Regions from separate parts of the Ctenopharyngodon idella genome. Here region 1 is linked to region 2. A link is a contact called in public Hi-C data. All regions are on one chromosome and are shown on one strand. Each heading gives the region's core, a stretch centred on a gene start, on an enhancer-like site or on the middle of the called end of the contact. The rest is flanking DNA. Distances are from core to core; before and after follow the strand shown. Region 1 holds the start of cux1a (cut-like homeobox 1a). Region 2 holds the start of LOC127520092.

Evidence for each region. A called contact is a pair of places that touch in the nucleus more often than the background predicts.
Region 1: a Hi-C map of muscle shows a contact between it and region 2, with 3 times the contacts expected there. The contact joins the promoter of cux1a here to the promoter of LOC127520092 in region 2. A contact is called at or near these places in 2 of 2 Hi-C or Micro-C datasets (both in muscle).

Annotation. Positions count from the first base shown.
Region 1 is chr10:40,048,546-40,053,066 of HZGC01, reverse strand. It overlaps cux1a (cut-like homeobox 1a), which reads left to right and starts at 2,302. Exons shown (of 26, transcript XM_051907852.1): 1 at 2,302-2,526. The coding sequence starts at 2,494.
Region 2 is chr10:39,913,646-39,917,739 of HZGC01, reverse strand. LOC127520092 reads right to left here and starts at 2,030. Exons shown (of 1, transcript XM_051907888.1): 1 at 1-2,030. The coding sequence starts at 758. It overlaps kctd7 (potassium channel tetramerization domain containing 7), which reads left to right and starts at 2,285. Exons shown (of 4, transcript XM_051907889.1): 1 at 2,285-2,718; 2 at 3,766-3,935. The coding sequence starts at 2,425.

The DNA of each region.
Region 1 (4,521 bases), core at 1,053-3,552, 140 kb before region 2:
TATATATATATATATATATATAATATATATAGGCGTAATAAAATAACAAACATTAACCCTACCCCTAAACCTACCAATCACAGAAAACTTTTTGCATTTTTACATTTTTAATAAAACATTGTTTAGCATGGTATTAAGCCATTTCAATTTCGAGGACTCTCTTTTTTAATTTTGAGGAAATTTCCTAATTTACGTTGTAATACCAGTGTAATACCCATGTCATTACACACATATGGTTTTATAAAAGTGTAAAAATGAATACTAATGGAATTGCATTTATTTAATTTTTGTTTATACTTTTTCTTGAGCATTGTTTATATTTAAATTGTAGTGATGCTATTGGTTGTAGTTTGTTTGCCTGCAGATGGAGCAGTTTACCCAGTTGTATGAAGACTCTGTGTAAGTTTCTTAAGATGATATTCCCCCACTACAAAATATATTACCTGTACAACTATAATTAGATCCTCATGGACGTATTTACACAGAAAAATTATAATATACAAGCAATTTATATTTCAAATGTCATATATTACATGTAATTTACAGTAAAAATTAATTTCTTTTTATGACTAGACTTCAGACACCTGTCTATTGATCATCACATACACGTATGCATGTGATAACAGTCACACACATCCCCAGAACAATGCCCTCCTCACTTCTCTGCTTGTCTCTTCATTATGTTCACTTGCCATGTCTTTGCATCTCCATAATTAAAATCTAATCCTGCATGCCGACTTTTTAAACGAGGACTAGCCTCAAGAGGAGGCTTATTTGATTAAAAAAGGGGAAGGGTAGAGGAGGGAGTCCTCCACAGCTCGGCAGGCAGGAGAGACAGCTCTTAATTGTGCTCCCATGAGGTGTGCGCACGCCTGGGCGGAGAGAGAGGGGGGCTGGGTGCTCAGAGGCTCCAGTGGGCCTGAAAAAACAAACCGCCAGTGGGACCGGCTCTCCTGCGTGGCTCCCCTGGTGTCTCAGAGAAGGGAACCGAGGGGAGGAGCACTTATGAGGAGCCACGGGACTCTACGAGCTTCCAATTCTCCCTCCGCCCTGCAGGGTCTGATCTGAAACTCCCCCCTCTCTCTTTAAGTGTCTGTGTGTGGTGGTGAGGGTGAGAATCAGGGCAGCTCTACAGATGAACGTAACTAATAGGAATGTAACTCTGGAATCCGGCTGTATGAATTAAGGTTAATTGCTCATTGTTCATTTAAGGGTTAAACCTTGGCACTTGACTTTCTTCCATAGCTCCTGGCTTATTTATTGTTTTACATACATATTCGTTTTCTTTTGCATGGTAGGCTACTATAAAAATATATTTTGTACAATAGTAATGAGCACTTCTTCATTCTTATTTAATTACTGTTTTACTAATTACACTGATGGTTTGAACTGTATTTTATAGGTTCTGAACTTGTACTCTGCACAATGACAATAAAATTGAATCTAATCTACAAAATTAAAAAGAGCAAAATGAAAGTAGTTAAAGTGAAAAACTGTATTAAAAAGATTGTGAAAGTAGGTAGAAATTAGCAACATTTTTGCAACAACTTAAATGGATGAAAAAAAAAATGTTTCTATGCATTATTTTCACTGTTTTGGACAGTGTATTAAATACCTTTTACAGTAAAAGAGCAAAAGATCACATAATATGAACTGCACATATACCATATATTAAAAATAATATTAAATTCTCATAATTATATATATATATATATATATATATATATATATATATATATATATATATATATATAGTAATAATAAATAATAAATATTGATGTTAGATAAATAATGTATTTATCTAATGTGGGTAATCACTTTCCAGGAATTAGCTACATAGTGATTGGTTGTCATTAATCACACGCACGCACGCACGCGCACACACACATACAGGCTTATTTATATGTGTGTGTGTGTGTGTGTGTGTGTTTCTAACTGTTTATTATGTAAAAAAAAATATTTATTATTATAATTATCATTGTTTAAACACTTAATTACTTTCCAGGAATCGTTGGCTAAATAGTGATTTATATATCACCACTAATAATAATGATAATAATAATATACTTAATAAATAATGTATTTATGTAATCAGCGTAATCAGTTTCCAGGAATTAACCCGGCTAAATAGCGATTGGTTATCATCACTAATTGTAACAATTAATACGATTACTTTGGATCATCAACATGTACCATGAACAATGAGTTGAGACGATACTATATACACCCGATAGAGGGCGCTACTGTCCAAGTTCAAGTTCAAAAGCAGTATTTACAATTCATCAGGAATCGACCGGACAAGGGTTCATGATATAACATCAAACCATCTAATGCCTCCATCTTAAACACCGTCCATTACCATTTAAAAATGCATATTGGGTTATGCAGTAAGCCTATTTATATGGAGAAGAGTTGGGTTGTGTTTCTTTTTATTTAAGCTATCGATCGCCGTATCCACATTCTTCACGCAAGAATGCCCATAAAATCAATATAATGGATGTATTGGTTTTAGAGTACAAACAGAGGGTAAGTGGACATATAGACACCAAACAGCAAAAACATTATAAGACAATAGCGCACACACAAGAACATCTGATATATTTTCAATAGGATTAAAGATAAAAACCAAATCAAAAATCAATATATCAGGTGTGCGAATACAAAAACAGGCCAGCAGATTCTTCATCTGACCATGAGAAGCATTAAAACACAGAAGCTACGCGTTGCGCTCGCGTTGCTCGCATCGCGTCAGGTCTGATCAGTGTCTCGCATTATCTATCTATAGTAATAAAAAATCAATAACCGTATAAACTCGCTTCTTATAACGGATAAAACGCATCCAGCAACCCCCTCCCGCTCCTGCGCCACGGGGAGCTCGATTGAACACGGAAACTCCATCCCGCGTTTTCTGCCTTTTATTTAGGACGGTCTCAATAATTGTTTTCAGTAGCCCTATTCAATATCGCAGGTTGGCGTTCGTTCGATAACTCCATTCCGCGCGCGCCCGCGCCGTTCGATCTGCTCCGCTCCGTGTTTTGCGCGCGCTCCCCCGCCTCTCTCTCTCTCTCGCGCTGAACTCCAGCCCCTCTCGCGCTCTCTCTATCAGCCTTTCATTCCGTCTCAATATGTCTCAAGATGGCGGCCAATGCGGGATCGATGTTTCAATATTGGAAACGCTTTGATTTGCAGCAGCTCCAGGTCAGCTCCCTTTCGCTTTGTACTCGCTGTGTGTGCCGGTAAGCCGGTCCCGGGGAGCGTCGCGCTGAGAGGCTGGCGCGTCGCTCTCGCTTCGGCTCTTTCGCCGGGTTCGGTGCCCATTGATTAAAGCGGCTCTCTCGCGCTGATCGGAAATTGATCCTCTTTGTTCAATTCCCATCGATCAACCATCACGGTCAAGGTGGATGCGGCCACTTTGGCAATGGGAGCCCGAAGGTTTCCCGATTCTTTCCTGCTCCTTTCCATCTCCGGGATGTTTTGGGAATAGTTTGTGTTGAAGAGATTTAGATAGTATGTTTGTTGAAATAATTTTGTGTTTAGAAGTGTGTCGCGCTACACGGGTGGCGCTGTGCTGGACCGAGACGTTATTGCTTAGTAACGAGAGAGGTGTTAGACTGCCTTCCTTTTTAGATTTCACCTCATTTATTGTTTACTAGCACTTTTTGTGTGACTCTAGAAGTTTATAAAGTTAGCAAACTCAAAGTTCAGCTTCAGTAGTTAAGTTTAAAGCGAAGACGGAATTGGCTGTTAAGCTGCGCCAGACAGGAACAATTAAACACAAAACAATAAACAAACACGAACAGATGAACGTTTTTGTTAAATATAGATGTGAGACATTAGAAAAGACGGTTTGTTTCGTTATTCAGTTACAGAGTCCGGCTAAATAGTTCATCAAAACAAATTAATGCAATGTCTTTTTTCTTCTTCACATATAACTTGTGTTTTTCTGTCGTTATACGTAAATATGGATCAAAAAATGAGCTTTTTAACGCTGGTGGAACGTAAATATTCTGTTTGCTCTGCATTTCTTTTGCTATAACATTGTTATTGTTTTTAAAATTGATTAGTTGTCAAAGTCAGAACTCTTTCGTTATTTGTAATGTTCGTGTTGTAGGAGTATGAAGCGCATTTGTCGCGTTTGGTTAGGCATAAACAATAGACCCATGATTATATCAATTATTGATTAAGAGTTTATGTATTTATGAACTGAGGTCGCAAAGCTTAGCTTGAAGAAATCGCTGACCTATTTTCCGATCGAACTTTATATTTCCTCTTACCAGTAACCATTAATACATCTCCATAAGCATCACGAGTCATTTAAAAAATCGATAACGTATCATGTAAAAATCGATATAACTCAATAGTAACAAGTAAATAAACGAGCTTTTTGGATCGACTAGATTTTCTGCGTTATAAATTTACAAGGGTTTGCTAATTATAAATAAATAAATTGCATGCAATTTTTTTTTGTTGTCAAATATGCTAGCAAAACTAATTTAAAGCAGAATGCAGAATACTTGTGCA
Region 2 (4,094 bases), core at 781-3,280:
GCTTGACTCAGGATCCCTCGATCGTATTTCCTCCTCAGAGCTTTATTACCCAGGACGTGGTAAGACTCACTGATCTGAGAGAACCTGAACGTGGCCTCCTCGCTCCCTGCGTTCTTGTCTGGGTGATATATGAAGGACTGCTTATAGTAAGCAGTCTTGATTTGTGCATGGGTGGCTGATGGAGACACTCCCAAAATGTCATAATATGCAGACTTTGATTTGTATAGTGGCTCAGCTGGACCGCCGTTATTCTGTGTGCCACTGTAAGCTCTAGTGAAAGACATAAACTGAGCATTTGCAAGTCTATAGAGAGTCTTTTTATGGAGTTTTCCATGTATTCCCCAACACAAGCTCTTCCAGGACGGCACGTGCACTGGAGATGCCTTAGACGTCAATCCACGGCAGTCATTCCATTTACTAATATTTCCAGAACGGCAGTCCAACGGCACTTTCAAGTTGTGTGCATCTCCATCAGCAGCCGTGAAGCGGGTAAAGAGTCTATTTACATTCCCTTTTGCAGTCTCCAGACCTGCCGGGCTCGTTTCACACAGTCCTTTAGCAGCTCTGACACGGCCATTAGGAATCTCACAGAGCTGTATTGAATTTGTTAAAGCTGCAACATAAGCTGCCTGTGAGACGGCTTTACAGTTTTTATCCAAAAGCGGGAGATTTTGTGGTTTTAAAAGCTTGTAAGCTTCTCTCCCGATACGCTGTGTGACCTCCGCCATTGCACAGATATCACCTAAACCAACCGTCATCTGTTTCCGTGAACAGCAAAGTGACCAATTAGAATCGCCCTTCTTTGCAGGTTGAGTAAACTTTGGCCAATGCCGTGCGAGAAGAAAATTTCCTTGTAAGAGATTGGTGCGGCGTTCAGGTTGTTGTTACGTAATGGTCTGTACATAGACTGTATATTCAGGTCATTGCTACAATTCAGTTTTAAAAATGAAACAGTTTTTGTTATTCATTCATGCATTTTTATTTATTTATTTATTTATTTAAGTACTAGGCTATAGGTCAAAGTATCAGGACATAAAGTGGACAGTAACTCAGTGGACAAACTATCAGTATAGCCTATAATTACTTTAAATCACTAAAATGTGTTTTTAGATAATGTAACCATAGACATTTAATTGTACTGAAAATACAGTTATTTCAGCTGCTCTGTGGACATGACAGAATGACTAGTCCAATAAATCAAAGTAATTTAAATGAGTAAAATTTAAATTAAGGGCCCAAATAAAATTTTATTCAGCATAAATGTTATTAAATGTATTGGTGGACACATAGGCTACATAATCACTTAATTTATCCTGGTAATGCACTGCTTCCTAAATTCCATTCATATTTATTTGTATAGCGATTTTCACAATACATATCGCTTCAAAGCAGCTTTACAGAAAATGCATGTGTTCACATTACAATTTAAAGTGATCTGTTATTACAGCTGACTGTGTCCAAGTAATGTATTTCAGAAATGTACATATACAAATCATGCAGTTAGTTAACATCATGTATTAATTTTAGGCAGAAACAATGAGCTCATTGAAGTAATTATTAAGTAATTATAAGTATTATATGTGAATAAAGGCCTAAATTAAATCTGTTCATCATATAAAGCGATCGAGTCTCTTCAGAAAATTTGGACTAAACTGCTGAATTCATATGGATTAGTTTTACAATCTCTTTATGAGCTTCAAAGTGGTAGCAGCTTTCTGGAGTGACAGAAAGCTCTCAAATTTCATCAAAAAGATCTTAATTTGTGTTCCAAAGATGAACGCAAGTCTTATGGGTTTGGAATGAGGTGAGGGTGAATAATTAATGACAGAATTTTTATTTTTGGGTGAACTATCCCTTTAAACTGGGATAATGTCTCTGAGCCCCGAACATCATCATGAAGGCTTCCAGAGTTTAGGAGCCAAATGCGAAACGCTCTCCCTCCTTTAGTGGACTTGAATAACCTAGGTACTACCAAAAGTCCAGAGTTTTGTGACCTTAAAGAGCGTGATGGATAAATACTAAAACTATATATATGTATATATATATATATATATATATATATATATATATATATATATAAACTAATTTCAACTCTGCCCTACATAAAAGTGATGACTGATTAACTACGTGTACACAAGTTACGCATGTCTGTAAATCTCTATTTATGTTTACGCCTGTAGCGGAGTACACAGCCAAAAACATTCCAACCGTGCTCTGTCACCTACGCAATTTGCGTACGTGCTTTACCGAACACACAAGCAGTCTCGCATCCACCTGATCGGCCTGTAGACCACACCTCTCGCGCGGGGTGTGCTGTGCTACCCTGCCGTCCTCCTATACACGGACCTGGACATCATAACAATCGCTGACAGTCTGCGTGTGGGCCTTAATCTAAACTATTATCAGCCCTGCTGTGGTGTGTGCATGCAGCATAATGGAGCAGGCGAAACAAACGGAGAACCGCCTCCGCTTTCCTTTAGCGCAGCAGCTCCGCTCCAAATGGCAACATCACGGGTGAGGAGGTTCGCGCAGGAGGGGCGGACAGTCCCTCCTCAGCCGAGAGTGATGGTGGTGTTTTCGGCTGCGAGTGACACTGATAAACAGGGAGATGCGATGTCGGGTGCGGACACCGGGGAAGAGGAGTATCGCAAACCAGCCATACCCGTCCCTAATCTTAATCTAGGGAAGACCCTTCGCACCTTAGACGCACCTGAGGAGGTAAGTCCCCGAGGTTTAAAGAGGATGTGCTATTATTATCATCACAGAGTAGTTTGTTGTGTGATTTATAGATCAAAGCAGTGTGATTTATAGATCCAGCTTTAAAATGTCTACGTTCATCTGCGTTTTTCCCCCAATGTGATTTTTTTTTTTTTCTCCAAAAATACTCTGGAGGAACTGTGTAGTTTTCCAGCGTTTTGCGCTTAATCATAACCGTTTCCATAGGCAACAGAAGTATTGAGCGTGTGTTCTTCCCTATTACTGCAATCTGATTGGTCCGTTATCCCATTGGGGCGGGTGTACATCGCCTTTGATTGGTTCACGTCACATGTCAATCAAATCATATCCGCTGGATTAAACTAATCGTGTTTTGCAGACTGCTGTTAAACCCAGAGTGACCTGTCAAGATGTGTAATATGATTAGTCCAACACCTTTGTTTATCATTGCCAACGGGTTTTAAGAAAATGTAAACATTTAATAGCATTCAACTTAGTGGATAATGTTTCAAAAGTTCAGAAAATGCTAAAGATATACGTCTCAGTCCTGGGGCAAAACGATTAACGTACTTTCATTAGTGTTATACACTATCTGTTTTTGAAAGGAATTTATTAAAACAAGTAAAGACATTTATAATCTTACACAAAATTTATATTTAAAATAAACTCTGTTCTTTTGAACTTTCTATTTATAAAAGAATCCTAAAAAAAAATTAGCACAGTTTTAATAAAAAATATTAAGCAGCACAACTGTTTTCAACATTGATAATAATGTTTCTTGAGATCATGTGGCACTGAAGATTGGAGAAATGTCTTCTGAAAATTCAGCTTTGCCATCACAGGAATAAGTTACATTCTAAAAGTTATTAAAATAAAAATAATTTTAAATTGTAATACTATTGCACATTATTTTAGCTGTATTTAATCCAGCCTTGACGACCATAGGAGACTTCTTTCAAAAATATTAAAACCTTCTTACCCAAATTTGAGATCTTGTGTACATTCAGACTAATATAAAAGGATATTTCTGTTTCTTCTCTCTCCCCACAGTTTCCTGAGGTCATCCCCCTAAATGTAGGAGGAACATATTTCACCACCCGGCTGTCCACTCTGCGCCGTTATGAGGACACTATGCTGGCTGCCATGTTTAGTGGCCGCCACCAAATTCCCCGGGATGCAGAGGGACGATATTTCATCGACCGTGACGGAGCATATTTTGGGTTAGTGTTTAGATTAGTAAATATCTGATTATGGTTGGTGCCTAGAACCCAAAAATACAAAGCAAACATTATGATCATCTAAATTTAGCTTTTGTTTTTATTATTTCATCAGTGGATTACTTAAATAACTGCTCGATATCCAGTTTAAAATCGCATGCT